Linked DNA regions of Hordeum vulgare: regions 2 and 3 are each linked to region 1. The links are chromatin contacts, called in public Hi-C maps. All regions are on one chromosome and are shown on one strand. Each heading gives the region's core, a stretch centred on a gene start, on an enhancer-like site or on the middle of the called end of the contact. The rest is flanking DNA. Distances are from core to core; before and after follow the strand shown. Region 1 holds the start of LOC123409685 (protein HEADING DATE 3A). Region 2 holds the start of LOC123412796. Region 3 has its middle 180 kb from the start of LOC123409685.

Region 1 (4,891 bases), core at 816-3,315:
ATAGGATCGCTAAGACGTTGGACTAGATCAACCGTGTTATATACACTTTCGCTTAGCGATCTACAAGGGTATGTGGATCCAATATCTCCTCTCATAGATGGTCATCACAATGGATAGATCTTATGTGCGCTTAGGAAAAAAATTATTTTCCATGCGACGTTCCCCAACACTTGGCAGCATAGACTACATGCACTGGGAGTGGAAGAACTGCCCTACCGCTTGGCAAGGGCAGTATAAGGGGCATGTTAGGTCTTGCGTTGTCATACTTGAGGTCGTGGCCTCGCAATATCTCTGGATCTAACACTCTTTTTTGGAATGGTCGGATCACATAATGATATCAATGTGGTTGAACGCTCGCCGGTGTTTGCAAGGCTTGCGGAAGGCAACAGCCCACCGGTGAATGTTACCATCAACGACCACAACTACGACAAAGGATACTACCTAGGTGACGGTATCTATCCCCAGTGAACCACTATTGTGAAGACAATCTCCAACCGTGTCGGAGAAAAAAAGGAAAAGATTTGCCCAAGAGCAAGAGAGTGCTAGGAAGGACGTTGAGCGTGCCTTCGGTGTTTTGTAATTTCGATGGGGCATCGTTCGGTACCCTGCTAGGACTTGGAGCACCAAGAAGCTGTGGAATGTGATGGCAGCTTGTGTGATTATGCACAATATGATCGTAGAAGATGAGTGTTCGGAATGTATCTACGATCAAGGGTTTTAGTTTCAGGATGAGAATGTTGTGTCTGAGTATGGAGGAGCGGCAATGTTTGAACAGTTCGTTCAATTTCGTTATGAAATGCATGATTGAAAAACTCACATGCAGTTGCAAAATAATTTGGTTGAGTATATATGAGCTCATGTTGACAACCAATAGATTTATCTTTTTTGTATGTATTTAAGACAATTTAATTTTTATTCAATTTGTAAAACTATATTATTTATTTGAAAACTCTGCTTTATTTGGTGTGAAACTATGCTATTTATCTATATGTATGCTTGTTTAATAATGCAAAATATGTGCATTTTTTTTAAAAGACGACCAGCAGGCCACCCGACAAATATGGACTGTGGATGTTGTACGCACTGCCGATTCAAATCTTAAATTGAAGGGATGTCGAACGGGCAACCGATCCAAACGAACAAGAGGTGAAGCAACCCATTCAGATCGATGTGTTGGAGTTGAAACCAGGCAACAAAAGCGGGGATATATCATTTTTTGGAGAGAGTTTATTTCAGCCCAGGGACAAGTGGAGCATCATTTCGTCCTTGAGGCGGGCCGGGCATTTATATATTCTCGCAGGAAAATGATCGTGGCGGCCTTTTTCCTTATATGGCCGCCGCGTCCCGTGTAAGCTAACATTTCGGGAAAGTCCGTCTTCTTCATCCTTTCCGACCACGCACACACCCAGGCCAGAGCCCCCAGCAGAAAGAATAACCCTGCTCTCCAATCATCTCATCTCTCCCGTACAACCCGGCCGAGTCTGTGTGATCTTGCTGTCCCTGCCCGTCGTCACCGTGCACGTGAAAGAGGCGGGATTTATGCCGCCAATCGACACCTGGCCAGGTACGGCCGGCAGCAGCTGATGATCGAAGCTTACATCAAATCGAGCCAAGGAAGCATGCACCCAGGTCGCCGTCGTCTCGCGCTAGAGCTAATTGGCAGACATTCCCGGTGCCCGCTTGCCGGCCGGCCACGGCGTGGCCGCCGGTCGGCGCAGAGCCCCGGACGCAACGCAAACCTACGCCCCAGCAGACACGGCCTAGCTAGAAACCACCATTAGCGTGGTGATCATGATCAGGAGCTTATTACGGCAGACAGATCCATCCATCGGTCTCGCTTCTGCCTGTGGGGGGTCAAAAGCTCTGGCGATTGAACCACGTCCACAGAAGGCAGAACCAATTCAACCGAGAGGGACGACGAGATTCCGTTGCCACGCCAGCTTGGCAGCGCCAAGGACTAGAGCGGAGAGCAGCAGCTGAACTGGTGTTGTACATGGACATGGAACCTGCCACTGCCAGGCTGAGCTTGCTTTTCGGCCCTATATAAAGTGGCCACCCGCCGCGGGGCAACACTCATCATCACCATTCACCACCTCCTCAGTTCACAGCTTACATTGCTGCTCTCTGCAGAGAACCCCTGCTTGCTCCCTCATACCCTAGCTAGCTAACCGATCCATCTGTTCTAAGAAGGAAGGAGAAATGGCCGGGAGGGACAGGGATCCGCTGGTTGTCGGCAGGGTTGTGGGGGACGTGCTGGACCCCTTCGTCCGAACCACCAACCTCAGGGTGACCTTCGGGAACAGGGCCGTGTCCAACGGCTGCGAGCTCAAGCCGTCCATGGTCGCCCAGCAGCCGAGGGTGGAGGTGGGCGGCAATGAGATGAGGACCTTCTACACGCTCGTACGTACACAATCACCACTATCTAATGCAAATTTTAATTTAGCTCTGAAACTGAAAGTGCTCACCACACGCACATGCACGATCGGGCTCTCTCTAGCTAGTACGTACGTCCCTTTTCGATGCTTCTTCTCTATTCGATGGAAATTGATTTTCGATGCTTCTGTTCATCACGTGTAATTTGTGTTAATTAGCAAGCACATGATTTTCTACGTACCATTTTTCTGTGCTCTCTGGTATTATTGATCATGATTTTTCTATGCTTTCTTTTCAATTCGTTCCAGGAACATTAATCATATATAGGAGCTTCTGCAATCACATGACTAATGCTCGCTCGATCTTTACATATATGCTTATCAGCTTATGTACGTACTCTCGCTGGTGCTGATCATGATATGTGCATGCTTTATACTGCCTGCAGGTGATGGTAGACCCAGATGCTCCAAGTCCTAGCGACCCCAACCTTAGAGAGTATCTCCACTGGTAAGTACAGTAATTGTTACTCAGTTGAATGATTTCTTTTTCCCTAGATCGATATACACTAGCGGACTAGCTCATGTGTGTGTGTGTGTGTACGTACATGTGTGTGCAGGTTGGTGACAGATATCCCGGGTACAACTGGGGCGTCGTTCGGGCAGGAGGTGATGTGCTACGAGAGCCCTCGTCCAACCATGGGGATCCACCGCTTCGTGCTCGTGCTCTTCCAGCAGCTGGGGCGGCAGACGGTGTACGCCCCCGGGTGGCGCCAGAACTTCAACACCAGGGACTTTGCCGAGCTCTACAACCTCGGCCAGCCCGTTGCCGCCGTCTACTTCAACTGCCAGCGCGAGGCCGGCTCCGGCGGCAGGAGGATGTACAATTGACCTACTCACCGCTCACGCCACCTGGCCGCCAAGTCACCAAATTATCCAACGTGGCTACTTTACTAGTAGTATATATGGTTTGTGATAAGAAGCCAGCCACGAATTAAGCATTAATTAAATTATATCTATATTGGCAACACATACACTGCATATATCCTATATATGCATGTATGCATAGCAAGACTAATTATTATATTAAGGCCCCATGAACCCTAGCTCAATGCCTTGGTGTTGCTCTATATATATAGTCTGCAATAAACTGATGCCAATAGTATACAACACACAATATTGGAGGAGCTACACGCTATATGTGCAACTTAGAGGTACCTGGTACATATATGCAGGTTTGTCTTGTGTGTTCAATTATGCGGTGCATGAACATCAGTCAATCATATAGTTATGCATGGGAGACAAACATGTACTCTAATTGACAGTGACTGCTACAAGACACAGTGCTATGCACACACTTAGCGCAGTAGCAAGGCACATGCATGTGTTGGGTCTTGTACAATTTCCACATGATTATGGCAATATATAATTAAATGTGTCAAGTTATGCATGAGACTGGTGTGACTTCTCAGTGATGTTTTGATGTACAATATTAATTAATGTCTGGTGCGCCCATCGTATCTGTGTGTAGTATATATAATATGCTAACTAGGTGGCGTCTCTTTCAGTTGAGTTCCACGGTCTGCCGTCCTAGGTTTCAGAAATATCTTATTGTATCATGCTTCCCAAATATCTTTCAAAGTTCCAAATAGTATCTTGCTTCCCCAGCAGCGAAAGTGCATATATATATAAACCGATTCATCATCAGCACTTGGGGTTGTACTACACCGGAGTGCATGTCAATCTCAAAGACATTTGAGTTCTCTAATGCCGGGGGAGTAGGTGTTTGTTATTGTATCCGTGGCACATGGGCCTCGATCGGGTTTGTTATCTTAACGATTTGTCCTCTTAAATAATGAAAACCGTAAATATTTTGTTTTGTTTAAGAAAAATCTCAACAACAACAAAAAAAATGCTTCAATCCTTTGACGGTGAGTATATGTCGACGACCTATTTAACTCTTTCCAGGCCTTTGCTTGATTGGATTTAACAGCTCTTGTCCCTCAGCTTCCTCTCCTCCTCTCTCATCTTGTCTCTCGGTGAAGTATAGGGCTTCCAGGCTTAAAGCAAAGTAGACTTGATCCTTGTGTTCTGCTATTTATCTGGAGTCAATGAAAACAATTATCTACACATGTAAAGATGTTATTATTCCTGGCCACCTGCTACAGCATCAATCTTTGGCGCACTTGATTGGCGGGCCCAGCAGCCGCCTTTTTTCAACGCCCAGGACCCAAGATTCACCGTATGTTGTAGCAACCGCCTTTTTCTACCACTGCTCTACTCTGTGCGTCATTAAATTTGCTTCTGTAGTTGACAAAAATTATCCATCAATGCCATCCGTAAGCCAAAAAAGATTTGTTTTCCGGATTTTAAAAATCGCCGTCATGTTATGTTCTTATACAATGATACATTAACACTGCAACGCGCCACACGGGAGACCAGGATTCGATCCCTGGTACTCTCATCTTTTTCTTCCCCCTTTTCTCTCTTATAGCAGCAAGCATGCATCTTCTCCTCCCTCA
Region 2 (4,891 bases), core at 1,315-3,814, 190 kb after region 1:
CACTTTGACACAAAGAGCGTTGGCCAGCTCTATTCGTTACTGAGGGGATTGATTACGTGAGATGGAGCATGCGCTCGCGTCAAACCATCGCTATATATGGATCGGCCCTGTTAGGTTCCAGGTTAGTTCGTCGTTTCCCTTGTTTTTTCCTTGTTCTATTTTCTGTTCTTGTTTTCTGAAATATTGTGGATACATATATCTGAAAAGATTAAACTATTTTGAAAAGTTCTGAAATTTAAAATGTTAACACAATGTAAAAAAAACAGCTAGCTTAATTCATAAAAATGTTGATAGTATCAAGAAAATTGCGACATTTAAAACACTTTAACGCATTTCATATAATCTGCGTGACATTATAAAAAAATGTTAGTCAGGTATTGCAAATGTTAAATATGTACAAAAAATGTAGAAAACTATATGAAAAAACAGAAATAAAAAGCACATATTTTTACAGAGTATTTAGAAAAAGCTAAACCAGCATAATATTTTTCATTATTTATATAAAATATGTACGTTATGTATATACAAAAGTTCACGGGTTCCGGTAAAAATGTATGTGACGTTACAAAATTTGCTAATCATGTATTTCGAAAATGTTAAACATGTAGAAAATGATATTCTTCATTTATAAAAAGAATTGACAAATGTGTATAAAAAAGTACATATAGAAAACTTATATTTGCAAAAAGGAAAATCATGTAATTGAAAAATGTTACACCTGTAAAGAAAACGTTCCTTAAGAATATAAGAATGTAATCCTTATACGAAAAAGTTAGAGATTAAAATATATATTTCAGAAATGTTAAAAATGTATTAATGTATTATTAAAATTTTGATATAATATTTTTTGGCTTTTGCTACAACCAGTTACGAGAATTGTTACAACCATCCACCTTGACGATGCGTCCCGCGATGGCAACGGTGACAATATTGTTTCAACTATTGTCGGATTGTGATACAATCGGCGACGGAAATCGCTATAGCCATTCAGGTCGATGACTCGTGGCCACCATTCATGGAAAATCAGAAAAAGTTACGCCGGTTACCGCGGAAGCTACAACCGTGACCATGCTGAAATAGACGTTGGGGGACATTGCACCTTGCGATCGGCCGATGCCGCGAATGAAGCATGAGGAGGAGGAGATGAGGCGGGCGGCATTCCTACTTGCTACAATAGGGAGGGTCGCGACAAACGAGCGGCGGCCTTAAGTCGCATATGGTGCTATGATGCAGGAGGTGTGATGAACAGCGTTGAAGATGAGGGAAGCAGGAGACTGCTGCCCTCACTGGAAACGCACACGTGATGGCCGGAGGGCATGGGCGCTTGCATCGTTCGGGGCCACAGACTCGAGGATTTTTTTCGTGTGTTGACCAAACGAGGGAAGATCGTGATTGGGAAAGGAAGCATCCATAAGCTAGGGGAGCGAGATTAGAGGGCTTACGCGTGACTAGCTGGGCTTTTCGCTCGGTCGGCCGGCGCCTAGCACGATCCTTTTTATAAGGGTCCAATGGAGCCCCTTTTCTACCAATCCAATGGAGGTTTTTTAGGGAGTCGAATGGAACCATGTCTCGCTCTCTCAGAATCAATAAGAGAGACACAACCTTTTTTGAAGACAAGCGAGACATACCTAGGAGCAACCATCTAAGGAGCGCTCCTTCGAGGGCCTTCCAAGGGTCATGGTGCGTTCTTAGTCATCGTCATGTGTCGCCTTATGGGAGCTTCCTTCAAATTTATATATTTTTTAATTTTTGCTCCTGTTTTTGGCTTTTCAGATGGGTTTTTTGTATTTTGTCGGTGTTTTGATTTTTCATAGGACTTTCTTAGCTTTTGTACAAACAAAAAATTAAAAATTGCGTGAGAAATACATTTTTGTTCTCGAGAGTCATGGTTTTGGTTCTGTAGGAGGCACGGGCATGCCTCTCGAAACAAAAAAAAAAGTTTTCTTTCTTTTTTCTTTCTCGAGAAGCATAAGTTTGCTTTAGCAGGAGACACAGATTTGCTTCCGTGAGAGGCACGAACGTGCCTCACGAAAACGAATAAACACATTTGTTTTCTTTCTCGAGAAGCACAATTTTGCTTCCATGCCTCTCGCGAAAATAAAAAAATGCATTTTTTCCGGAAGACGCGGATTTGCTTCTGCAAGAGGCATGGCCGTGTCTCTTTCGAAAACGAAAAAAACTCAAGAGGAACATTTTTTCGTTTGATTTTTTTTCTGAAAAAGAAAGTTAGTCAAAACCTATCAACATGACATCTATTTTTCAATATCTCGAAGCCAGAAATTCAATGGTGAAAACGATTCAAGATTTGAAAGCACAATCTATGAGATAAAATGTTTAGAAGTAATAAATCTATGAAATAAATAAAATTTGCAGGTTATAATAAGTAACACGGATGCAGTACGCCAACCTGAAAATATGGGAGGGACCTTTGAATAAAAAACTCTACCATTAGTGATTTCGAGCATACCTGAGCCAGTACAATCTCTACCTGGGCCGAACTGGTGTATGCACGAGGCCAGCCCGTACGCGACGTGGCCAGCGTGGGCACCGCGCACGGGCGCACCGCCCCCGAGCGCACGAGCCGTCTTCTGACCCGGCGAGCACACGCCGCGATCTCGACTCAAGCAACGCAGGCCAGACCAAAACCATGGCGGCCAACCACCACCTCCGCCGGCTCGCCTCCGCGTCCGCCCCCGCTCTCTCCCGCCTCTCCAAGCCGGCCCCCTCGCCGCTCCTCCGCTCCGCGTTCTCCAGCTCCGCCTCCCCCGCGGATCAGCCGCCGGCCGCTGCGGCCCAGAAGGGCGAAGCCCAGAGCGCCGTGAAGGAGGCAGACGAGGCGCAGGGCGGTGGTGGTTCCGGCGCCACGAAGGCTGCGGAGGAGGATGACGGCGGCCTGGACATAAACGAGGCCACGGGCGAGATCGGCGGCCCGCGCGGGCCCGAGCCCACCCGCTACGGCGACTGGGAGCGCGGCGGCCGCTGCTCCGATTTCTGAGGGTAAGCTTTCTCCTGGATCCCTGCTACTTTGTACTCGTAAGGATGGCATGGCGGTGGTCGTGTGTCCATGTTACTCTGTTTGGGGAATAAGTTCAGACATCTGGCTCTTGTACTGAACAACGGTTCTTAAGTTTCAGAGTACTATACCATCTTCGCATGTAATCTTGTAAGGTTCTCTGCATGAAATTGATCTGGAAGGAGATGAAGTGGGAACTTGGATTGGAGTGACTGCTGGCTGTATCTTGAATTAGGCATGCTTTCAGTCAGAGTGTAGCGACTCGAGGATGAACTCTGAGTAGGGAACATTATATGATGGCGAGTTGATGTTAGAGATTGAGAGCAGTCATCTCGTAGGATTGGGGTTGCAGTGAAATGCATTTTGTTTAGCATGAACCACCCTTTCTATATAGGACAATTGAATATGAAACGGCGGTAGCCTGAAACTTCTGTTTTTGAAGAACAACCTTGACCCATCTTTTTTTGAAGAACAACCCCAAGCCAACTTTTTTCAGAACAACCTTGAGCCGTCTTTTATCCCAGGTCAACATTGAGCCATCCTATTAAAAGAAAACATTTCCAGTACAGTTGTATTGAAGCTACCTAGGGGTAGCATGTGCCGAAGGATGTAGGATTCTGCCATGCTTGCAAGGTTTTCTAAAAGGGAAATGGCATGGTCATATTTTTGGTTTCCCCTTATCTGTTTTCCCTGAGTGCTGCTTGACCATATCAATTTTGGTCTCCTCTGTTCAGAATTTCTTCTTCTATTAAACTAGCTAATCGAGTTAGTTCATTCTTAATAACTTTTGATTGCACCATAGTTTGGCTTGTCTGGTTTAGCTCATTTTTGTACTTATTCTAGATTGCGGGTAGCTCATGAGAATGGCGTTTTGGCACCCGGCCTCCATGGAGGCTGGAATTTTTGAAAAAAATACAAAATTCGAAATTTTTGGTTTTTAAAAGTCTAAAAAAAACTGTACAACTAAACAAGGGTGTGATTCGTGTGTGTGTGTGAAATTTCAGGCCGAAATACTTTGGAACGCAACCTGTACAAAAAAGACAAATTCATGGTCCGGAAGGATGAATACTATCATGCGTTAAAATGCCTTAGATTTGTCTTTTTGCATAGCCCTCATTTGAACGTACTCCCTCTGTTCCTAAATATAAGTCTTTAAAAAAGTTTCATTACTGGACTACATACGGATGTATATAGACATACTTTAGAATGTAGATTCACTCATTTTGCTCCGTATGTAGACTACTAGTAAAATATCTTAAAAGACTTATATTTAGGAACGGAGGGAGTATTTATTTCTAAAAATTTAAACACTTATGCATTATACTTTCATCTATGTATTTTTTTTCAGAATTTTTTGAAATATTAAAATATGAATAAAAGCCCTCAGTGTGCTTCTGCATGTCCAACATTTCACATGATACAACACGGTGGCAGAAAAAGGACAATCCGTCCGGATGTACGTAATAGTTTCCGGTGCCCCAGGACACACCTGACATCCCTCGAATGGCCAGCATCTGCCATGAGCCACGCCACGCGAAGTGCTCATTTGGGCCTAGCATGTGCCATCTATCTTTGCAGGGAAGAATATTTGATCTCAGCTTGGTTTCCACCCTAGTTTTTCCTTCCCTACCGGTCTATTTTAATGTTTCCTAAACCAAATGAAATGGAAGTTGTAGTTTAGTCCTCCCAAGTCGTCGTCTCCATCTCCATCATTTGCATCTCGACTTCCCTCCAAATATCTGGAGAAAGAAGCATACAAAAGACTAAACATGCATAAGCTACAATAAACCTCAAAGGTTGCTCAAGCCGTTGCTTTGTCGTCATACTGTTGGAAAAGAATACCAAGAGAACACTGGGATAAAACTGGAAAATCATACA
Region 3 (4,891 bases), core at 1,514-4,013, 180 kb before region 1:
GCGACACTTCATTGCCGGATTTGTCTTTTTCCGACCGCCGGTTGTTGCCCGAGGCGATGGAATGGTCGGGAAGCCTCTCCCGCAGCCCGGGCAAGGTCGCATCACCGCATGCAGGCACGGGTTCGTCCGCCCGCCGCCGACGAAGGTTTGCGGGCATGGACTCGTCCGGCGTCCACCGGGCTCGACGCTCGTGCAGCGTCTTTGTGGCCCGCCGATGCCGCTCATACAGTGCGACGACTGCCGGCGCCAAGTGCTGCGGCTCACTTCGGGCACGCCAACACACCCCGGATGGGTGTTCTACAAATGCGAAAACGACGGGGTACGTGCACTTGCGGTAGCTCGTTTCATAGCTCATTCTTTAGTTCAATTGCGGTAGCTCACTTCGAGCTTCCTCATTCTTTTGTGTAGGACGATGGATGCTCATTTTGGTTTTGGGAAGGCCAATACATTGATTTGTTGATAGAAAGAAACTTAATAGATGTTAGTTCACTCCTTAGTACAATCGAAGGCAATGATGCGGCTGCATGTTCAACTAGAGGGAAAGCAACGTCTATTTCTTTAGAACCAAAGATGAAGGATGAAGAAAGCAAGATCTAGAATGCGCAGATCAGCAATGAGTGCATGGAGAAGATATTGATTCAACTAGTGGGAGTAGTTATGAAAGTTGGAAATCTTCTGAAATGCATACTTGTGGTTTTTGTTTTCTTTGGTTTTGCTATTCTAGCCAAGAATTGGTGATATCTTTTGTATCTAATGTTGTTGCAAAAGCAAAGAAAAACATTGTGCTAGATCAATTTAAGTTGCAAATCTAAGTTTACGGGTCCGGAGGAGCTGCGCCAGATCAGAACCCGTAGAAGCCGATCTGTAAAAAAACATATTCCGCGAATATACTTTTTTACGGGTCCATTATACGGGGTCTACATCTGTGTCAACCTGCGCCGGCCCGCAAAAACGGTTTTACGCGAACTGCAAACGCATTTTGCCGGCCGGCGGAGATGCGGGGTGTGATAAAGTTGCTCTAACGGGACTCGGGCCTCTTCTTTGGTGGCCTAGCCACGTAGGGGCACTGTAGAAGTTCACCGCTGTAGATTCACCCGACTACGGCCAGATTCACCAACGCCGCCTTTCGAGCACAGCCTAACGGGGGGCTCGGGCCATCATCTCATTCTCAGATTGCAGCAACCCTCCAAGTCCTCCAAAACTTCCCCAGCAGGCCGCCCCTCGCTCAGTCCTCCCCCCACCCGGCCGCCGCGCGTTTATATTACTCCTCAACCTTTTCGGTTTGACCAATCAGAAATTTTGACTTTTACAAAGATCAATTATTAGGCTGGAAAACTGCGCCAGTAATCACAAAATGAGCTTTGTGTTAATGCTTTATAAAAGTAATAATCCTAGATTTACATATAGCGAGATGTGACTGTCGTTGTCAAAAAAAGTGTGATTTCAACTCATTAATTAGGTTGTAACAAAAAATACTACTCCCTCCGTTCCTAAATATAAGTCTTTTTAGAGGTTTTCACTAAGGAACTACATACAGATATATATATAGACACATTTTATAGTATAGATTCACTCATTTTGCTTTGTATGTAGTCTCCTTGTGAAATCTCTAAAAAGACTTATATTTAGAAACGGGGAGTAGTAAAAACGGGTCCATTTGTAGAAAAATACTACTTGTATACTACTCGTATACTATTGTATTAATATATATTGTATTAACTGAGAACGGACGTTTGGCTTCCAGAGCCATGAGGCCGAATTTTTTGAAAAAAAAAATCAAAAATTTTGGTTCCAGAAAATCTGAAAAAGAAAATATACAACTAAACAAGTATGTAATCCGTGTGTGTGTAAAATTTCAGATCAAAATATTTTAAGACGCGACCTGTATAAAAAAGACAAATTCATGGTCTAGAAAGATGAATAGTGTCATGTGTTAAGAAACTTCAGATTTGTCTTTTTTGCATAGCCCTCCTTTCAACGTATTTAGTTCTGAAAATTTACACACTTGTGTATCATACCTTAATATATCTATGTATTTTTTTCAGAATTTTTTGAACTATTAAAATATCAATTTTTATGAAACTTCAAGTTTATATTTAAAGGCCTTCATAGAGCTCGGCGTGCGAAAGCAATTTCCGGTATTAACTGCTATAATAAGTGAGATATATTATTGCCGTGAAGCGTGAGAAGTGGAACAATGGCCCTGTTTGGATCCCAGTGCTAGAGCTAGTTTGAGCTAGTTTGAGCTGAACTAGCTCTCAAAGTATCCAAACACATGGGCTAGTTTGGGTTAGATGCAAACTAACCCATCAAAAAAACTAGCCCTGAGAAGAGGTGCTAATTGGAGCTAGTTGAGGATGGACAAGTAAAAATAATAATATTTTAACCGCATTAGATCCTCTACATCCTTCTCCATACACCTGCACCAGGCCTACACAAGAGCTTGCCACAACAAATCCTGGTTAAAAGAGACACATGATTGAAAAAGGTGTATTTATTGTCAAACTAACCTTTGCATCCAAACATCACCAAAGGCTAGAGTTAGTTTATGGTTAGACTAAAGTTAGAAACTAACTCTAACCTCTAGCCAAGTTAGAGTATCCAAACAGGACCAATAGGAGGAGGATTGGAAGCGTGAGAAGTGACTGAAGCGTGCACGTGCCCGGTCGTTATCTTTCTCGCCTTGTCGGAGTTCTGTCTCCACACACGAGAGTATTTCCGTTGAAACAGCTGTGCAAGTTGCAAGCAAAGTGGCGCCGGTTATCTTCCAGGGAGAAAAAGATATGCTCCTGGTGGCCATGCATATGCAGAGATAAAAGATCCCCCGGCCGCTGCAGGCCATGCAAACGCAGGAAAAGATCATGCCCGTTGGAGGCCGTGCAAATACAATCTGATTCTCACGGTAACATCTCCTTGTCCAACGGCGTGAAGGATTTAGATCCACTCGATCCAAGCAAGTGCCCTTTCTTTGTCATCTCGGAAAGTTGATTTAAATTTAAAAACCAGTTAAACAATATACTTCCTCCGTTCCTAAATATAAGTCTTTGTAGAGATTTTACTAGTGGACTATATACGGATGTATATAGACATACTTTAGAGTGTACATTCAATCATTTTGTTCCGTATGTAGACACCTATTGAAATCGCTTAAAAGATTTATATTTAGGAACGGAGGGAGTACTATGCTAAGCCGAGTAAACTAGAGATAACAGTAAGTTTATACGAAAATACTAGACAACATGTGTTTTTCCCGTAGTGAATGTTCTCTTCGATCGGCAAGAGTTCGAATGATGGATTTGACTTTTGGAATGCTACATAATTTTCACGCCATTTAATTTCCTCTAGGGAGTAAATAGCAAAAAAGAAAACTACTCCCACCAATTCAAATTAATTGGCGTAGCTTTAGTACAATATATAGTTAGTATCCTTTCACCGAAACAAAGTGTTTCTAAACAGTAAGATTGACATATTTGCACAAACATATGTTACCCAAAGGGAGTATTTCATGAAACTTGCAAGTCAAGCGCTATAACTAATCATTAGATGATGTGGGGAGAATAAGAGAAGATTCTCAATTACTCCACGTGAAATAAGCCAATAATGGCATGTTACAGCTATAAATATCATATCATTTAGCAAAAACATACCATGCTACCAATGAATAATACAATGATCGAGATAACATGCCTCTCTTATTTAATACTCCTCTCTGTTCTGTCCCTTGAGTGTTTTTTTGCAAAGACATGGCTATAATCTGGAACAACATTTTGAAACCATTCAAGCAAACCTAGGTACCAAACTTAATCTCGGGGAGTGGCTGAGAATCTCGTCGACGGCTATTGGAGTCACATGGGGCACAAATCAAATGGAAAATTTGGATGCTCAAAATTTGAGTAGCCTATCGTCGAGAAAATATTGGATATCAATTTTTCTTTTCTTTTTTATCTCGAAAAGTGGAGGACCGCGGCCTCTGCATCATCATGACGTACTAAATAAAGAGGGCATATGTGGGGTTTGAAGATGTCGGGACCTTACCAGAGCCAAAAATATTACTCCCTCCGTTCCTAAATATAAGTCTTTTTAGATGTTTCATTAGGGAAATACATATGGATGTATATAGACATACTTTAGATTATAGATTCACTCATTTTGCTCCGTATGTGGTCTCCTAGTGAAACCTCTAAAAAGACTTATATTTAGGAACGGAGGGAGTAGATATCAATAGATAGTAAGTAAATCAATAACAAGAGACACACAGTTTTCATGTGGAAAATAGTTTTCGGAAAATGTAGGGCGGAGATCTTCACTACTACGGAAGAGATGTTACAAACACGAGAATTTACAGTGAATTATCAACCCACCCGTATGTCTTAGTCTTACAATGCATTTTTTTTCCACGATGATACTTTATATACACTTTCTAAACATAAGTAAGAGACAAGTAATTAATCTAGGGTAGAAACATTTAGAACTAGCAAAAAAATGTCTGAAATTTGGGCTACGTCATCGCTGCTCGTGGGGGAGAGGGACAGGAGAATCGTGGTGGCAATGACATGGAAACGTCTACACATCTCTTCATTCTCGAAGTTCTGGCTCCACAAGCAGGAGTATTTCCTTGAAAGAGCGGGACTGCAAGTTGCATGCAAAGTGGCCCGTGTTATCCTCCAGGAAGAAAAAGATATCCCCAGGGCCATGCGTATGCACAGATAAAGATCCTTCCGGGCGCTGCAGTCCATGCAAATGCAGTGACGATACAGATCCTACTGGCCGCTGGAGGCCGTGCAAACTCAGGAAAAGATCCCCCTGTTGGAGGCCGTGCAAATGCAACCTGATTCTCATGGTAATATCCTACTGTCCAACGGTTTGAAGGATTTAGATCTGGCTTGATCCA

The links. Hi-C and Micro-C count contacts between places; a contact is called where the count stands out from the background.
Region 2: a contact with region 1 is called in a Hi-C map of seedling, with 3 times the contacts expected there. The contact joins the promoter of LOC123412796 here to the promoter of LOC123409685 in region 1. A contact is called at or near these places in 2 of 6 Hi-C or Micro-C datasets (leaf and seedling) and 1 of 1 datasets of contacts at active chromatin or transcription factors (embryo).
Region 3: a contact with region 1 is called in a Hi-C map of leaf, with 5 times the contacts expected there. The contact joins the enhancer-like site here to the promoter of LOC123409685 in region 1. A contact is called at or near these places in 3 of 6 Hi-C or Micro-C datasets (leaf and seedling).

What each region holds. Positions count from the first base shown.
Region 1 is chr7H:42,283,090-42,287,980 of MorexV3_pseudomolecules_assembly, reverse strand. LOC123409685 (protein HEADING DATE 3A) reads left to right here and starts at 2,065. Exons shown (of 3, transcript XM_045102551.1): 1 at 2,065-2,400; 2 at 2,819-2,880; 3 at 2,990-3,819. The coding sequence starts at 2,200. The coding sequence ends at 3,260.
Region 2 is chr7H:42,094,779-42,099,669 of MorexV3_pseudomolecules_assembly, reverse strand. LOC123412796 reads left to right here and starts at 2,564. Exons shown (of 1, transcript XM_045105739.1): 1 at 2,564-3,139. The coding sequence starts at 2,648. The coding sequence ends at 2,995.
Region 3 is chr7H:42,458,918-42,463,808 of MorexV3_pseudomolecules_assembly, reverse strand. No RefSeq gene overlaps it. Among protein-coding and RNA genes, the nearest start is that of LOC123409685, 180 kb to the right of the region's middle. Within about 2 kb of position 2,763, at least 2 of the 3 cell types and tissues checked have open chromatin away from gene starts, as enhancers often do. A contact at or near this core is called in leaf, where this site is marked.